Linked DNA regions of Hordeum vulgare: region 2 is linked to region 1. Evidence: chromatin contacts called from public Hi-C data. All regions are on one chromosome and are shown on one strand. The core of a region is the stretch at or near the end of the contact, and the rest is flanking DNA. Distances in the headings are between cores, read along the strand shown. Region 1 holds the start of LOC123440246 (VQ motif-containing protein 4-like). Region 2 holds the start of LOC123444398 (dynamin-related protein 5A).

Evidence for each region. A called contact is a pair of places that touch in the nucleus more often than the background predicts.
Region 2: a contact with region 1 is called in a Hi-C map of leaf, with 6 times the contacts expected there. The contact joins the promoter of LOC123444398 here to the promoter of LOC123440246 in region 1. A contact is called at or near these places in 4 of 6 Hi-C or Micro-C datasets (leaf and seedling) and 1 of 1 datasets of contacts at active chromatin or transcription factors (embryo).

What each region holds. Positions count from the first base shown.
Region 1 is chr3H:484,605,442-484,609,285 of MorexV3_pseudomolecules_assembly, reverse strand. LOC123440246 (VQ motif-containing protein 4-like) reads left to right here and starts at 2,124. Exons shown (of 1, transcript XM_045116827.1): 1 at 2,124-3,557. The coding sequence starts at 2,440. The coding sequence ends at 3,156.
Region 2 is chr3H:484,784,308-484,788,484 of MorexV3_pseudomolecules_assembly, reverse strand. It overlaps LOC123444398 (dynamin-related protein 5A), which reads left to right and starts at 1,750. Exons shown (of 8, transcript XM_045121098.1): 1 at 1,750-2,212; 2 at 2,342-2,533; 3 at 2,632-2,838; 4 at 3,028-3,456; 5 at 3,560-3,787; 6 at 3,864-4,059. The coding sequence starts at 1,838.

The DNA.
Region 1 (3,844 bases), core at 875-3,374:
TTGGCGTGTTTCTGGCATGGAGGGGATCCAAGGGTGATTCTAGATCCTATGACAAGGCCGACTCAAGATCCAACAATGCTTCAGAGATAGGGGCGGGCCTGGATCTGGACCGTGGTTTGTGGGGAGATCATCCAGAATCAGTACGTTGGAGTTTTGTGGCTATACTAATGCTTCTGGCCCGATGTCCTCGAAGGAGATCGGTTCCGAAGTCGATCCTCTCGTGTCGGGTAGCTCCTCCACCCGATCGAGCGTCCAGCCTGACAGAATGAGCTCTCCTTGGGAATCCGTGGTGTATTCTAGGCCTCCAAAGGTCACGATCTCATCCGGGGCGTAGTTCTCAACGGAGGCCAGATGGCCGGTTGAATCGGCGTCGAAGGTCATGCTATCGAACACGAAAAGTTGCCCGAGGACGTAAACATTCCCGTAGTCGTTGACGTAGTTAATCTGCACATGAGCCATCGACCCTTTTGTCGATCTCAGAGCATAACTCTCAATGAAAGTACTAGTGTCAGTTTGAAAACCGACAAACCTCGGGATAGGGGGTCCTGAGCTGTGGATCTCGAACGGATGGTAACAGGAACAAGGAGACGATGTTTACCCAGGTTCGGTCCCTCTTGATGGAGGTAAAACCCTATGCCATACTCTTGTTGATATTGATGATGAAGTATCGAGTACAAGCTTGATCTACCTCGAGATCATAAGTAGTGTTCTAACCCTAAGGCTAGATGAATGATATTGTGTTGATGTATATCCCTTCTACGGGCGAACCCTGTGGCTTATATACACACAGAGTAGGGTATATAGGGTCACAAGGTCGGTATCTTGGCATGGAGGTGGCAGGAGAAGTCTTGGAGTGTACGTCAAGCCTTCGACAGATGCAGTCCCGATCATGCCCCATCGTGGAGCTTTCGGAGTCCATATTGAGAAAGAGGAGGACTCGTCGGCCCAATCCGAGGAGCCTAGGCCGACTAGGTTAGTACCCCCTAGTCTAGGACACCATCAATAGTCATCAACTGAATCGTAAAGTAGTCAAAGGATATGTGTCTACATGACCTTATCAACCAGGGACCATTAGAACGATCATCATACAATATGTAGTTTCACAAACAAGTCACATACTTATTGATACATATCGGTGATGAAGTTCAAGGACAATACAGAAGGCTCATGAATACATACGAAAATATCATCATCACATGATTGCCTCTAGAGCATATCTCCAACAACATTGTCATGTGTGTTACTCTCGTTCTTCCCAAGCGCACCATCTCCTTCCTCCGAACTACCTCCACCATGGCTCTTCTTCTAGTTGTCGCAAGGCCGGCTAGCTACATGCGACATAGGCAGGGGCACGGTGTTGCAAGGGCAGCGTGGCACATCGTCGAGCAGCCCAAGCTGCATCCGTCACGAGTGAAAGATGTGGCTGACGCCAGACACAGTTGCATCTCGCACGACATTGAGCTGTGACAGATGGTCGATGCAGTTGTAACTGGCACGATGCCAAGCCGCATTCGACAAGGATGTTACCAACATAGGATCCTGGAACCAACCGACGAGAGTGTTGGAACGGTTGTTGGCGTGTGCTGCAAACAAGACAATGCGAGCTAATCGACGAGGACGAGAACGGTGACCGAGCATCACAAGGTGGAGCGTGATGCATCTGGCGTGTAAGGATGCTACAAAGTCGTGTGGTTGTTTTCATCGGTGCTTTGGTTCAGGCCATGTCGCTCGTCGATGACCCCGGTGGTCGATGTACAATGAGTTTGTTGCAGGTCGGGGATACGTTTGTGCCGCGATCGCCTGAGGTTGGCGGTGGTCGACGGACGGCTAGCGTCACAGGTGGGCGGCGTGCCGGCGACGCGGCTAGCGCTGGGCAGCAACAACACGATCTAGGACCAGGCTGAATTGGAAGGAGAGGGAGCGAAGCAACTGCAATTAGTTTTTCTTTTTGTTTATTTCATTCATGATAAAAGGGGAGAAGAGGGTATCCAACGGTCCGTGTTTGTTCGATCATGCGGCTGTGCCGCGATCGGTCGGGGCTTGCGCCGGTCGACCGGCGGCTAGCGTCGCCCGTTGAGGATGTGTCTACAAATGATGCCGCACCAGCAGCACACTGGCCAACACAGCCGAGTGCGTATATGTGGAAAAGAAAGAGGAAAAAGACGAGAGAAAATTGAGAAACCCCAGCAAGAAAAGGCACAAAAGCTGAAGTAACGGACGTGAAAGCATCCGTCCAAAGTCAAGTTCACACCAAACAACAATGCATCTCTAACCTCCCTCCCCCCCTCTCCCCTCCCCTCTCTCTTCTTAACCAACCTCCCCACCCTTTTTCCTCGCTTCAAATCCTCTTCCTCCATCTCCATCTCCATCTCCTCCTCGCCCCCGAGAAGCTCACACATCCCATCCCATCCCATAACCATACGCAGACACAAGGCTTCAATGGAGCCGTGCACCAAGCAGTTCCTCCCGATGCCTCCGCAGGACCCCAACTCCCCGTCGTCGTCCACCTCCTCTTCCTCCTCCTCCTCCACCTCGCCGTCCCACCCCTACCACCGCGCCCAGCCGCCGCACAACCTTCCGCCCTCCCCCAGGCCCGTCCCCCGCACCATCGAGACCACCCCTTTCCCCACCACCTTCGTCCAGGCCGACACCACCTCCTTCAAGCAGGTCGTCCAGATGCTCACCGGCTCCGAGCAGTCCTCCAAGAACGCCGCCGCGGCGGGCAGCGGCAGCGCCGGGAACCAGGCGGCGAGCGGGAGCGGGAGCGGGAGCGGCCCGTGCCGCCCGAAGAAGCCGTCCTTCAAGCTGTACGAGCGGCGGAGCAGTCTCAAGAACCTCAAGATGATCGCACCGCTGGCCATGGGGGCGCCGCCGTCGCCGTCGACGAGGAACGCCTCCGCCGCGCCGGAGATCCTCTCGCCGAGCGTCCTCGACTTCCCGTCCCTCAAGCTCAGCCCGGTCACCCCGCTCACCGGCGACCCCTTCTACCCCTCGCCGGCCTCGTCCTCGGGGGACGCCGCAGAGCGCGCGGCCATCGCCGACAAGGGCTTCTTCTTCCACCCATCGCCGCGTGGCGCCGAGCCGCCGCGCCTCCTGCCGCTCTTCCCCGTCAGCTCCCCCAGGATGGCCGCGTCCGCGGCGGCGCCGGCCGAGTGACCCTCAGCATCCACCTCTGCGCGCGCCTCCCGGCGTCAGGCTCTGTTCGGAGACGCTCCACTCCAGGCTCTGGGAGCAGAGTTGGCAGAGCTGTAGTTCAAATATGAGAGCTGTAGTTTCCCAGCTCCGCAGATTCCGGTAGCTTGTGGGTTACCGAACAGGGCCTAAGTAACCTACCTACGACTACTATCGCCGCCACCGCCGTCGCTGTATCGCCGTCCTTTCTTGGCTGTTCTAGTTTCATAGTAAGGTGTTTGCCGTGTCGTTCTTCGCCGGCGACGGCGCCGGCGCCGGCGCTGTTGTAATTTTTGCTCCCTTCTTGAAAGGAAGAGGGGGGTTGGTTCGTTCTCTTTTGGGGCCGCGACTCCTTTCATCGATTAATTAAAGCTTAAAAATTCCGACCTTGCCGTGCCAGATCTTTTCCCAGTTGTGACTCTTCTTCTCCTGGCTTGCCATTTCCGTTTCATGTTTGCTGGTTCAGTTGCTGTTTGGATTGCTCTTCTTCGACTTGCGTCCGCGCTCGTAAATACGACCTTGTAATCTTGTGGGAAGGAGTGGCGCATGTGCATGCATATGGCCTGAAGCTGCTGCTATAATTGTCCAAAATCCGGTGTCCGCTGCTGCAATCCAAGTTGAAGTATATTTGGAAACATGCCTCGAGTCTTCTTCTCTGGTAGTATGCTCACAT
Region 2 (4,177 bases), core at 501-3,000, 180 kb before region 1:
CATCAAGTCTCATACGTACTGGATGACTCGGAGTCCACGCAGCCAGACACGTACACCCAATCAGGCATGTAGTCGGCACGTACACATAGCTATATTTGGCCACCGGCTAGCAGGAGGAGGAGGAGGAGGGCGATGACGACCTTGATCCGACTCAATTTGCTACTGATCCAAAGAAAAAGGATAGGGGAGAAAGCTTCAACATGAGGGAGGACGAGTTGTTGTGTCATGTATGGTGGCCACTACCATCGATCCAATCCATGATAAAGAGCAAAAAGGCTCAACATTTTGGGCCTACATTCACACTTGGTTCCACGAACACAAACATTTCGAGCCCTACGCCGACGAACTCATTCGCAACCGTGGGTGAATTCTCTCAAACCACCGATGGTACATCATCCAAGAGTCAGTGTCCAAGTATTGTTGCCACTTGAAGCAACTCATCGGACAATGACCAAGTGGTGCGCAAATCTCCGAGCAAGTAGGTTGTCATATGTGTTGATATTTTGGGCGGGTATGTAAATTGTTGCTCGGGTATGTAAATTGTTGCTCGGATATGTAACTTGTTGGACGAATATGCTCTATATTTTGGTCACCTGGCCAAATCAGATATGTAACTTGTTGACAATGTTTTACTCTTTAGCCTTCTCGCGCATGCAATTTGTTCATGAAGTTGAAGAAGAAGAACTTTGTTGTCTTGCCCTGTTGGTTGAAATTGAATGGGCAACCCAAATGAAATGTATTCATTGCTAACTCCGTCATGACCGTCGACATGGACACCGAGAAAGAAACACGTGATCAAACCAACCCAACAAAAGAGTCGTCCAAAAAGGTTAGAAGAGTGTTTCAAGGAAAGAAGTGGGAGGAGGAGAAGGCGAAGCGAGAAGGGCGACAACCAAGATGATGGAGAGGTACAAGGACATGTTAGCGAAGAAGGAGTAGGCATTTGTCAAGAGCCCTGACATCAAGGAGGCATGTAAGGCCGAGAGGTTTACCATATCGATGGCGGCAACCGAGAGAAAGCTCAAGCTTGGAGAGAAGAAAGCCATGCTCGATGAGAAGAAGATTAAGATTGCACCACTTTGGAGGATGCGAAGATATTGACCTTTTAAATGGAGGAATTATATGATGATGCCAGACTAATCATGAAAGCCGCCAGTCTTAGGATATTGAAGCACACAAATGGTTATCTCGAGAGGGAGAGAAAGGGACGATCGAGAAGGCGGCAACGACACAGTGAGCGTGGAGGCTTAGATTGCCGGTCGGGCAAGGCAAACATCTATTTTATGCATTGAATGCCGGTACGATATTTTTTATGACCGGGCATGTAAAATCTATGCATATTTGTCTCTTTTTGGTTTGTGGTCAGCGCACGCTACGTGATCGGGCAGATTTGAATTCAAAATAATTAAACTTGAGCGGACATTTAAGAGACATCTTTGGATGATTGGCTCTTGCATCATTGTTTATGGACTGGTTTCAACCGTTCCATACAGTCCGTAGACCTGTACGGTGTCCTGATTTAGGGATCGGCGTTGAGATTAGGGAGTAATAGTTCTTTGTGGGCTACTGGGCTTGTACCTTGAATACACAAGTCCACTTTCAACGGTTGGATGGGCTGGACCCGTGACCTCGATGCGATCAGGAGGGAGGAGCCGAGGAGGCGTCGAAGACACGATTCGAGATCGGCCCATCTCCTGTATAATATAAAGAAATATCACGATCCCAAACGGCTCTCGCTGTCTCGCACTACAGCCTGTACTCTGCAACCCTTTCCCACACCTCTCCGGCATTTCAAATTCAAACCCCGCCGTCTCCGCTTCCACTGGCTCCCCCACCCATGGCGACCAACGCCCTCCTCTCTCCGGCGGCGGGCAGGACGCCGAACCCCAAGGCCACCCCTTCCCCGTCCGCCCGCCGAACCGTGGCGGATTCGGCCTCGGCCGCGGCGGCGGCGGCCGCCGCCGCGTCGGACACCAAGGCCCGGTTCGAGGCCTACAACCGGCTGCAGGCGGCGGCCGTGGCGTTCGGGGAGAAGCTCCCGATTCCGGAGATAGTGGCGATAGGGGGCCAGTCGGACGGCAAGAGCTCGCTCCTGGAGGCGCTCCTCGGCTTCCGCTTCAACGTCCGGGAGGTCGAGATGGGCACCCGCCGCCCCCTCGTCCTCCAGATGGTCCACGACCCCACCGCCCTCGATCCCCGCTGCCGCTTCCAGGTGCGTGCACTGCCCCGCTTCACCTCTTCTAGGGTTTCCCCCCCTTCGTTCCCCTCACAGATCGAGTCTGGTGCTCCTGGTAAACGCGTGCGAGCGGCTGATTAGCGTGGGTTGTGCGGCGCATCGCAGGAGGAGGACTCGGAGGAGTACGGCCACCCCATGGTGCAGGCCGCGGCCATAGCCGACCTCATCAAGCAGCGCACCGAGTCGCACCTACGGACGATCAAGGCCGCCGTCTCGCCCAAGCCCATCGTCATGAGGGCCGAGTACGCGCACTGCCCCAACCTCACCATCATCGACACCCCAGGTTTCGTGCTTAAGGTAGGCAGCGGTGAATTGTGGGCTTCCACTTCCCAACAAAGTGCAGTGGTTGTTTGGTCTGTTTGTCAGCTGGTTGATGGAATTCCTGACCGCTGTAGGCCAAGAAAGGTGAGCCGGAGAGGACGCCTGAGGAGATCCTGTCGATGGTGAAGACACTAGCGAGCCCGCCCCACCGCCTCATTCTGTTCCTCCAGCAGAGCAGCGTCGAGTGGTGCTCTTCGCTCTGGCTCGATGCAATCAGAGAGATCGATCCCACTTTCAGGCGCACCATGATAGTCATCTCCAAGTTTGACAACCGACTCAAGGTATGCTTGCCAGCCTGCAGAACAATCAGTACACTGTGAGGTTCAATAGCTTCTTCACTGTAAATTGTGAAATGAAATTGGTACTGTGTCTTATGATGTTGTCGCCTATTTTGATCATTTCAAGGAATTTACTGAAATGAAATTGGTATCGTGTCTTACGATATTGTTGCCTGTTTTGATCATTTCAAGGAATTTACCGAAAGGTGGGAGGTCGATAGCTACCTGAGCGCAAGCGGTTACCTTGGGGACAATATCCACCCATTCTTTGTGGCTCTTCCAAAGGACCGAGGAACCATCTCCAATGACGAGTTCCGGCGGCAAATATGTCAGGTAGATATTGATGTGCTGCGACACTTGCGTGATGGTGTGAAAGGGGGTTTCAATGAAGACAAGTTTGCTCCGTACATTGGGTTTAGCTGCCTCAGGAAGTATCTGGAGTCTGAACTTCAGAAGAGGTACAAAGAAGCAGCTCCAGCCACCCTAGCATTGTTGGAGCAGAGATGCAGTGATGTCTCGATGGACCTATCCAGACTGGACTCCAAACTGCAAGCAACCTCTGACGTCTCTCAGCTGAGAAGATCGGCAATGCTTCATGCTGCTTCTATCTGCACCCATTTGGTATGTAAACAAAGCACAATCTGTCCTTGCATAACATTTCTTTGTAATTAGGTTGCTATTTTTTGTACTGGAGCTAACTGGCACTATATTTTTTGTATGGAAGCGTGCATTACTTGATGGAGCAGCTGATCCAGCCCCAGAGGTGTGGGGGAAAACTACTGAAGAGGAGCAAATTCACAGTGGTATTAACAGCTGGCCTGGCACCAGTGTTCCTGTAAAACCTCCCAACTCCAGCCTTAAGCTGTATGGTGGTGCGGCTTTTGAGAGAGTAATGCACGAATTCCGCTGTGCGACATATTCCATGGAGTGCCCACAGGTGTCAAGAGAGAAGGTACAATTTAGATTGGAAGTTTGTAGGTACATCATTTTGAGTAAGTTAGCTGAAATTGGGATGTTGGTGTCATCAGGTTGCGAACATATTACTTGCCCATGCTGGAAGAGGTGGAAGCAGTGGGATGACTGAGGCAGCTGCTGAGATAGCACGCGCGGCTGCACGATCATGGCTTGCTCCTCTTACTGAAACTGCATGTGATCGGCTTGCATTTGTCCTGCAAAGCTTATTTGACCTTGCAATGGAGCGCAGTCGCACTGATGATTCAAGATGTAAGACTTGGCATTTTTATTTTGCTGGGGTTCATCTTGCTTCTAGCCTTATTTAGTAGTCCAATTATTATTGTGTAGTACTTTTTCTAGTGACACAAGGGAACTGCCAATGGAATTT